Regions from separate parts of the Gossypium hirsutum genome. Here region 1 is linked to region 2. Evidence: chromatin contacts called from public Hi-C data. All regions are on one chromosome and are shown on one strand. The core of a region is the stretch at or near the end of the contact, and the rest is flanking DNA. Distances in the headings are between cores, read along the strand shown. Region 1 holds the start of LOC107893960 (GDSL esterase/lipase At4g10955). Region 2 holds the start of LOC107946959.

What was found. A called contact is a pair of places that touch in the nucleus more often than the background predicts.
Region 1: a contact with region 2 is called in a Hi-C map of leaf, with 2.6 times the contacts expected there. The contact joins the promoter of LOC107893960 here to the promoter of LOC107946959 in region 2. A contact is called at or near these places in 7 of 34 Hi-C or Micro-C datasets (callus, leaf and seedling).

The regions. Positions count from the first base shown.
Region 1 is chrA08:79,988,974-79,992,958 of Gossypium_hirsutum_v2.1, reverse strand. It overlaps LOC107893960 (GDSL esterase/lipase At4g10955), which reads left to right and starts at 2,595. Exons shown (of 3, transcript XM_016819121.2): 1 at 2,595-2,906; 2 at 3,936-3,985. The coding sequence starts at 3,984. LOC107893959 (dynamin-related protein 5A) reads left to right here. Exons shown (of 16, transcript XM_016819120.2): 10 at 110-229; 11 at 368-438; 12 at 540-765; 13 at 1,310-1,360; 14 at 1,503-1,731; 15 at 1,822-1,961; 16 at 2,050-2,418. The coding sequence ends at 2,178.
Region 2 is chrA08:79,846,521-79,850,724 of Gossypium_hirsutum_v2.1, reverse strand. It overlaps LOC107946959, which reads left to right and starts at 2,244. Exons shown (of 15, transcript XM_016881473.2): 1 at 2,244-2,398; 2 at 2,657-2,770; 3 at 3,014-3,099. The coding sequence starts at 2,702.

The DNA.
Region 1 (3,985 bases), core at 1,346-3,845, 140 kb before region 2:
AAACCTATTTAATCCTTAATTTTCCCTTGTAAAGGTAATGATGGTACTGGATTCAGTGCTACATTTTCTTCAGTTGGTATTAATGTTGTCATTCTGGTTAATGTTTCAGCATTTGGAAACTGTAATCAAGTCCAGAATTCCAGGCATTCAGTCCCTTATTAGTAAAACAATTGTTGAACTTGAAACTGAATTGAGTCGTCTCGGAAGGCCTATTGCTGCTGATGCAGGCGTAAGTGTTCTCTTCCTCTTATCTCTCTCTATCTTGTGTGTGTGGCTGAAGTTTGGATATGCTCAGCCATTTCTAATTGCAGATGATTCTCGGTTAAAAGTTCTTTGAGAATTGCTGATGGCTTAAATTTTTATACAGGGAAAGTTGTACTCAATCATGGAGATATGCCGTCTTTTTGACCAAAACTTCCGAGAACATCTGGATGGCGTGTATGTATCACATTTTGTTTTTTACTATAATCCTTAAGTTACCTGTCTCCAGGTTCACTCATTTTTTGCTATTTTTGATGACGTTGAATTTTTGTTCACAGGCGTTCCGGTGGTGATAAGGTTTACAATGTTTTTGACAACCAACTTCCTGCTGCTTTGAAAAGGTTGCAATTTGACAGGCAACTATCTATGGAGAATATTAAGAAGCTCATTACTGAAGCTGATGGTTATCAACCACATTTAATAGCTCCCGAACAAGGATATCGTCGTTTGATTGAATCTACTCTAGTTACTATCCGAGGTCCGGCGGAGGCTGCGGTTGATGCGGTATGAAAGAAATCTTGGGAAACGGAATATTATGTTCAATTTGACTTGTAAATATTATTCTGGTTTTCCTCTCTTTTCTCTTAGCATTATTTGTTTTGGCCAGATCCTTAGCATCATTGGTCTCTTCATGCAAAAATTTTCGAAGATTGATATTTTCTTCTATTTATTTCTTAATCTAAAAATTTCAATCAATGTTCGTAAGGTTGCTGTTGTGTATCCCTTTCTGATTAATCATGTTTACCATTCTTTCACACCATAGCCATTTTTTTCTTAGAAATCTTTAGACATTAGGAGGGATTACTTTTTCTTATCCTGGGTGAGAAGGATCATGACTGAACTTTTTTTTCCTCTTTTGGGGAAGGAAGTGTAGGGGGGACCTCTTCATTGAAATCCGCATAAATTGCTCCATAAGTCTACCTTATACATAAATCATATGGCGCATAACTGTTTTATAAACAGAAACGGCATATTTTCGCATAAAACTTTTATTTATCCAGTGCATCATGCTTCAGATTGGGTTGATTTCCTTTATCACACTTTTCAGGTTCATTCCATTTTGAAGGATCTGGTTCACAAGGCTATCGGTGAGACTCCAGTATGTTCCCTTCTTTGCTTATCTTATTTATGTCTCAAGAGAAATCATGCCTATTGGATGATTATAAGTCATACCATTAACCTTACTTTTGTTTGTTATCTATTGCCCTTGAGTTTATATTTCAACTTGGTTTGGTTTTCAGGAATTAAAGCAGTACCCTGGTCTCCGAGTAGAGGTTGGAAATGCTGCAATCGAGTCTCTTGACAGAATGAGGGATCAGAGCAAGAAAGCAGCGCTTCAACTGGTTGATATGGAATGTTGTTACCTTACAGTTGAATTCTTCCGAAAGCTTCCTCAAGATGTCGAGAAAGGTGGCAACCCTACGCAATCAATATTTGACAGATATCATGAAACATACCTGAGGAGAATAGGTAGGTTCCTGAAAAAAAGAAAAAGGTTTCTTGAATGATAGATCTTAATCATTTAACAGATAATGGGTTTGACCAATGATATATGGGCAGGAACAACTATTTTGTCCTATGTTAACATGGTTTGCGCCACTTTGCGCCACTCGATTCCAAAGTCCATTGTTTACTGTCAAGTCCGTGAAGCTAAAAGAAGCCTGCTTGACTTCTTCTACACTGAGTTGGGTAAACTGGAGGTAAGAATTGTTGCTCTCTTAGCATCTCCTTATGAACTCTGGGGACAATAGATGATTAGTGTGATTGACTTGGGAAAAATTCTTGTAGCAAAAACGATTGTCGGCATTGTTGAATGAGGATCCAGCAGTCATGGAGCGACGCAGTGCTCTCGCAAAGAGGCTGGAATTATACCGTAGTGCTCAAGCAGAAATTGATACAGTTGCTTGGTCCAAGTAGGGTGGCGAAATTGTTTTTGATTGGGCAGGCAAAACATAATTCATTCTTTCATTTATGATATGTATGAGCAGGGAGTCGTCACCTAGGGGAGGGTTGTTTTTTTTCTTCTTTTTTAATGTATTTCATTTCTTAACGGCAGTTAAATGTAGTCATAGTTTTACCATCATCATTGTGAGAGCAATATCATTTGTTGCGTATGCTACATTTTTATGAAAATATATAATATAGAAATGTTTGCTACATCTTGTCTTGCCACTATCTTAAATATATCATTTCGAAAGGTAATTTTGTTTTAATGAAAAATTATAATTCTGGTAGATTTTCTACAATTATAATTTTTTTTTAAAAGTTTGTTTTAGGTCATTCGGCTAATCAAACTATATATTACAATATAAGAGCCTAAATATCAATGAAGTCACATGAAATCGGGATATTATATTATTTGTATTATTGTTATACACGATCCTTTCTCGACAAAAAAAAAACCTACAGTAATTGTAGGTCCACATTCCCTGGGGCTTATGTCGATGGGCCGGCGACGTTTTAATAAAATAGTGAACATGGTACGAGATCTATTTGCTATTGCTGGTGTTGGAAGAAAGAGATTTTAACGATGCTTAATGTCCTGTGTCGCCAACCAACTGCTTCAAAATATTAAAAGCTATCATCACAAATATCATACATACGGCTCCCAGATCTGCTCTTACCTCTCAATTCCAGTATAAAAGGTAACCGTCTTTCCTTCAATTTTTCCCCATTACTGCTATCTGATTTCTGAATCAGAACAGCATTTGGTTATTCTATTGTTTTAACCATTTTATCTCGATGGGTTCGTCTCGATCTACTTTATCTTTCTTTTACGCTGTTTGTTTTTGGGACTTAATGTAGTTGTTCAAGTAATGTAGATGGAAAACTTGAAAATAATAAAGTGCATTGATTGATGGTGTTTTTCAGCCATTTTCTGTTGTTGGTTTTGCTCTTCAATCAGTTCATTTCTTGATTCTGTTGAATTGCTGATGCATTTTTTTGGGGGGGTTTTATTGCTTGTCATTATGTCTCATAGGCTATAGAGATGTTGATGGATCTACACCAAATTTTTTTATGATGCGTAGAAATTAGATTAAAAATTTTGCATTAGGATTACCCGGGGGGGGGTACTCCATATGAAGTCATTTAATGTATATAATAAGATTGATCCTTCTTTTCTTATATGGTTTTGAATCTTGGATCACTTTTTTTCTGGGTTTGTTTTAATAATTTCTTATATTTGGCTGCAATCAGCGCCAGAAGGCTACAAACTGTAAAAGACAAAAGCGAAATCATACTTAAATATTCCAAAAAACTTGCAGTGAGAGTTAAAGCACGAGATTCTGTGGTATTTAATCTATATGATGGTCATCAGACCTTGGATTTTGCAGTTCTCTGAGTGTTACTTAGTCACCACGGGCTGGCTTTGAGCAAATGTTTCAGTAAAAACTTAGTTCAGATACTGCTAGTTTTTTCTGCCAGACCGAATGTAGTAAATTGTTCTTGGAACTTATCTAGGTGCTCAAAAGATGGTTTGGTACCAACCTAGTTTAGATGATTCTAAATAGGCGTTTGAAAAATGTTGGAATCGGATAGTTTTTGAAGCTTAGGAACATTGCATGTACTTGTTGATGTTAGCTTTGCCCTGATAAATGCATCCTATTGAGCACATATTTAGATTATATCTTCTATTACGTAGGAAGTAATTTATGTTTCACTTGTGCATACAGGTAAGGGTTTCTAAAATATCAACGAGAAAAAAAACCGTGAATACTGTGAT
Region 2 (4,204 bases), core at 995-3,494:
CCCTAATTTCGAAATTGCATGTAAAAGAGAATTAAAACATTCTCTTTCATGCCACTTTCCATTATAATTCTTTTCATTTTGTTTTCATTTTATTTATTATTATAACATAAGTTTTATTAAGTTAACATAATATATAATATATATCATAAATGCTACATTATGACCAAAGAAACATTGGTAGAATTATTACTTTAGTCTTTTTAATTAATTTCAATCTATAATTCAACTTTTGACTCTTTCACTATTTGGTCTGTATACCTTAATAACTCTTAGTTCAAGAAAATTGTTTACTAAAAATTTAATTTGCCTCTAAAATGACTCCGTAAATATTTAATAAAAATATTTATAGGTCCAATTTGTAGAAACAGTGTCCCGAAAATACACTTTTTCGACACCCCTAACTATTGGGTCGTTGCAATTAAGTTGCATATGTTATATGATGGAATGTTATATACATATATGATTGTGTTATAAGTTCATGATATGATTTTGAACTAACCCATTTGATACATTGGTTGAAATTCTTATGGAAGTGTAAGGTTGCCAAAGATGCCATATTAGATATCATTGTATGACAATTGTAAAAATTGTTGTAGTGTTAAGGTAAGTTAAGTAAATTTAATATGGACTTACTAAGCATTCAAAATCTTACCCATTATCTCCTTTTTCGTTGTAGATCGTCAGTTTACGGAACATGTCTTAAGTAAATTTAATATGGACTTACTAAGCATTCAAAATCTTACCCATTATCTCCTTTTTCGTTGTAGATCGTCAGTTTACGGAACATGTCGATTGGACCATCACAAAGCTCACACTATCCTATCAATGTTTCAATAGTCTTTTGCTCGTTTTAATTTCGATTATGTGGCATGTACATAGGTAGTAAAAGTGAGTCAACTTGTAACTACATGCTTGGTTTGAATTTGGACTAGTATATATATTATGAAATGATAATGCTTACATTTGTATTAAAGCATGATTTGGTCATGTTATGTTAATATATATACATAGTGTTTTAATGGTTTGTTTAAATGTGCTAATGGTAAGAATTGAACTTAGAAATAACATCGTTGGTATGTGATTTGAATGGCTTGGAAGAAGAAAGACTAGTTTGTGTTTTAAACAAGTTGTTGGATTGAATTATTATCAAAGATGTTTTGAATTGGTAATGGCTATATGCATTGATTGGTATGTATTTTGGAGTATTTTGTGTAGGTATGATGTGTGGTTAAGTGCACCATCTTAACCAATTTTGGTTTTGGCATGAAAAGGGACCAAATGATAGTTTTTGTCACATTTTCTTTAAGGTATTGATACCCTAGTAAGAGTATCAATGCCTAGTATTTTCAATCGGTTTTACAAACAAATAGAAGGTCAATTTGGTATCAAGAATAAGGTAAGGTATCGTAACTATAAGGAAATTTCGGTACATTGATCCAAGTATCGATACCTTATGATTTTAACTTGATTTTATGAAACATCAAAGCTTAATTTGGTATCGGTAATTTTCTAAAATTACAATTTAATCCTTTTTGCCACATTTCCACATCCATAATATCTTTCTTTGATTTTCATCTCTAATATCATTTTTTATTTCATAAAAATTCTTTATTTGACTCATTTTCTAATTTTCTTAAAAATTTACTATATTTGATTCTAAAATAGTGTTTTATGTCTTATAGAAACTCTTAGGGTGTTATAAGGAGAGGATTGTACCAACTGACTATAAAAGCAGATTCTTTTTTAATTCTTTAAATGAATGTTTACCTTTTAGTTTTAATAATAAAGAGAATGTAACAACCGATAACTGTAACATGGAATAGGGAATTTTATTTGGAATTATAACATAGAAAATATGTACAATAAACTCTTAATGCAGTAATAAAAGTATTATATTGTAAACATGAGAGCTTGGATTCGATCTAAGAAAAAAGAAAAAAAAATAGTTTTAACTTTATTTAGGACCTATATTTGACATTTATTGGGAGACGAATGCAGAGACTATTGTTGACAAGTTTCTTTAGCTGTTTAAGGTCACTCATTACTTCCTCATATTACCCAAAAAAAAAATCCTATTTTAATTCTACTTCTAGAAAGAAGAAAAAAATAATGGGCCAAAAAGAAGACAATCATTTTCATTTATTTATTAACTTGGGATAGCCCAAATATTGGGCTTTAGTTGCCCCATATCAAAGCCCAAGATACATATTAGGCTTTAAGGCAGCATATTAAGCTCCTGAGTTATGCCAGGGTCGAAACGTTTTCAATTTTCGAAACCCGCAGTTATGAAGATACCCTTTCTTGATCCTCATCACATCTTTCACTTCAGCGATACAGACACGAGAAAGGGAATGGCGGACTCTTCTTTCATTTGCTTTTAATCTTTTCGCTTTAAAAGGTAACTAATCTTTCTGAATCCTCCCATTTTTCATATCTCTCTCTCTTTTTTTATTTCTATTTTTTTATTTAATTACTGAATTGACCTCTTAAACTTCTTTGAAAATCCCTATTTCTGTGAGGTTAGCAACTTAATCAAGTTTTTGAATAACATCGATATATGCATACCTAGACGATCCTAAGTATGCATGTATCTTTGATCATTTGATTTTTTATATGATTTTGATATTTTACTGGGTTTTTGTTGTTATTCTTGTAGGTTTTCATTTATTCTTGACAGGTTTGTAATTTTGAAAAGATAAAAATGGATGTGGATTTGGTTGCAAGTGAAATTTTGGAGGAGGATACTATTCCAGTTATTGATCAAAACAATGTAAGCTTCTAGTTAAATGATTATTCGGATTATTATTATTTCGGTTATTTCATTTCATTTTACTGTATTCTTTATTTTGTTTTCAATTTTATCCTAGTTTCATTGATTTTTGTAGCTGAAAGTTGAAAAACTCTAGTGTTAGATGCGTGGAAAAAGTATTCAAATACTTGCACTGGTTTATGATAGTTGTTTGATTTAGAGTCTTGAATGTGTGTGTTCTTTTCTTTTTCCTTTTAAATGCAGGATCTTTCTAATTTCGATGGCGGAAGATGCGGGATATGCATGGATATTATTATTGACAGGGGGGTTCTTGATTGCTGTCAACACTGGTATTTTTCTGCATACTGTTTCTAGTTATTCCTATTTTCATCTTTACCCCCTGCAGCATCTTTAATTAGAAGCAAAGCTCCTTTTCTTTATGGCGCTAGTAGTGTGGGTAGGCATCTAGTTTTCTCTTGGGGGTGTTTGGTTTGCCGCTTAACATACATTCCAGACTAAGGTGTTTGGATTTCAACATTCTGGCCATCCCGTAATAGTATAGGGTGTTATGGCCTCTTTCTTAGTAATCTGATATTCCGGGCGAAATCTGAATTTAGGACAAAATTACTTCTCTTTTCATTATATTTATCAATATAGTCCTTTTTATAATATTTTAAGACAAAAACCAAAATATCTCTTCTTTTTTCTTCTCTTTTAAGTTTGAAAACTAAAATTGATGCAGATACTCTATTTTGTATATTTGTATGGATATTTTTTGACAAAGCCTGCCTTAATATACTACTTTTCTTACAAGGCAAAAGAAGAAAACTATGTTCTTTATCGACCATGAAATAACTTTAAGAATGGATTTTTCATACGTAAATACAAGATTTGTGAGTATATAAACTGTAGGGTTTTCCTTGTTTGAAAAAAAGAGTTAAAGAATTTGGTTATGGTCAGTGTTTCATGTACTTAAGAATGTCTGCAACAAGTAAGCACACACTCCTCCAAAAATTGGCTGAGCTGACTTGTATACAGATTTGGGTCATTCCTAAAATGATCAACATGTGGTGTGGAGACAAACCATATAAATAAATTTTCATAATTAGGTTTAGTTGTGGTTCAATTGAATTCATATGATCCTTCAAAAGAAATTGAATTCATATGATAAAATAAAGGTGTAATAAAAGTGAATTTATTAAGTTATTTTAATATTATAAAAATTTGAGACTAAAAAATGTTTAAAGAAATGAACTTGTAAACGCAAAATCTTACATTCTCGTAATCCTATTACGAAACATAATCTTGCATTTCCGCAATCTTATTACCTTCACTTTTTGATTATATTTCTCAATCTTTCTCCTCAAGGAGTAAAGTTAAGTAGAAGAAGCTACACTGTTATTTTGTTTTGACTCTCTACTTTGATTTTTTTAATGTGACATTTTATTCAGATTG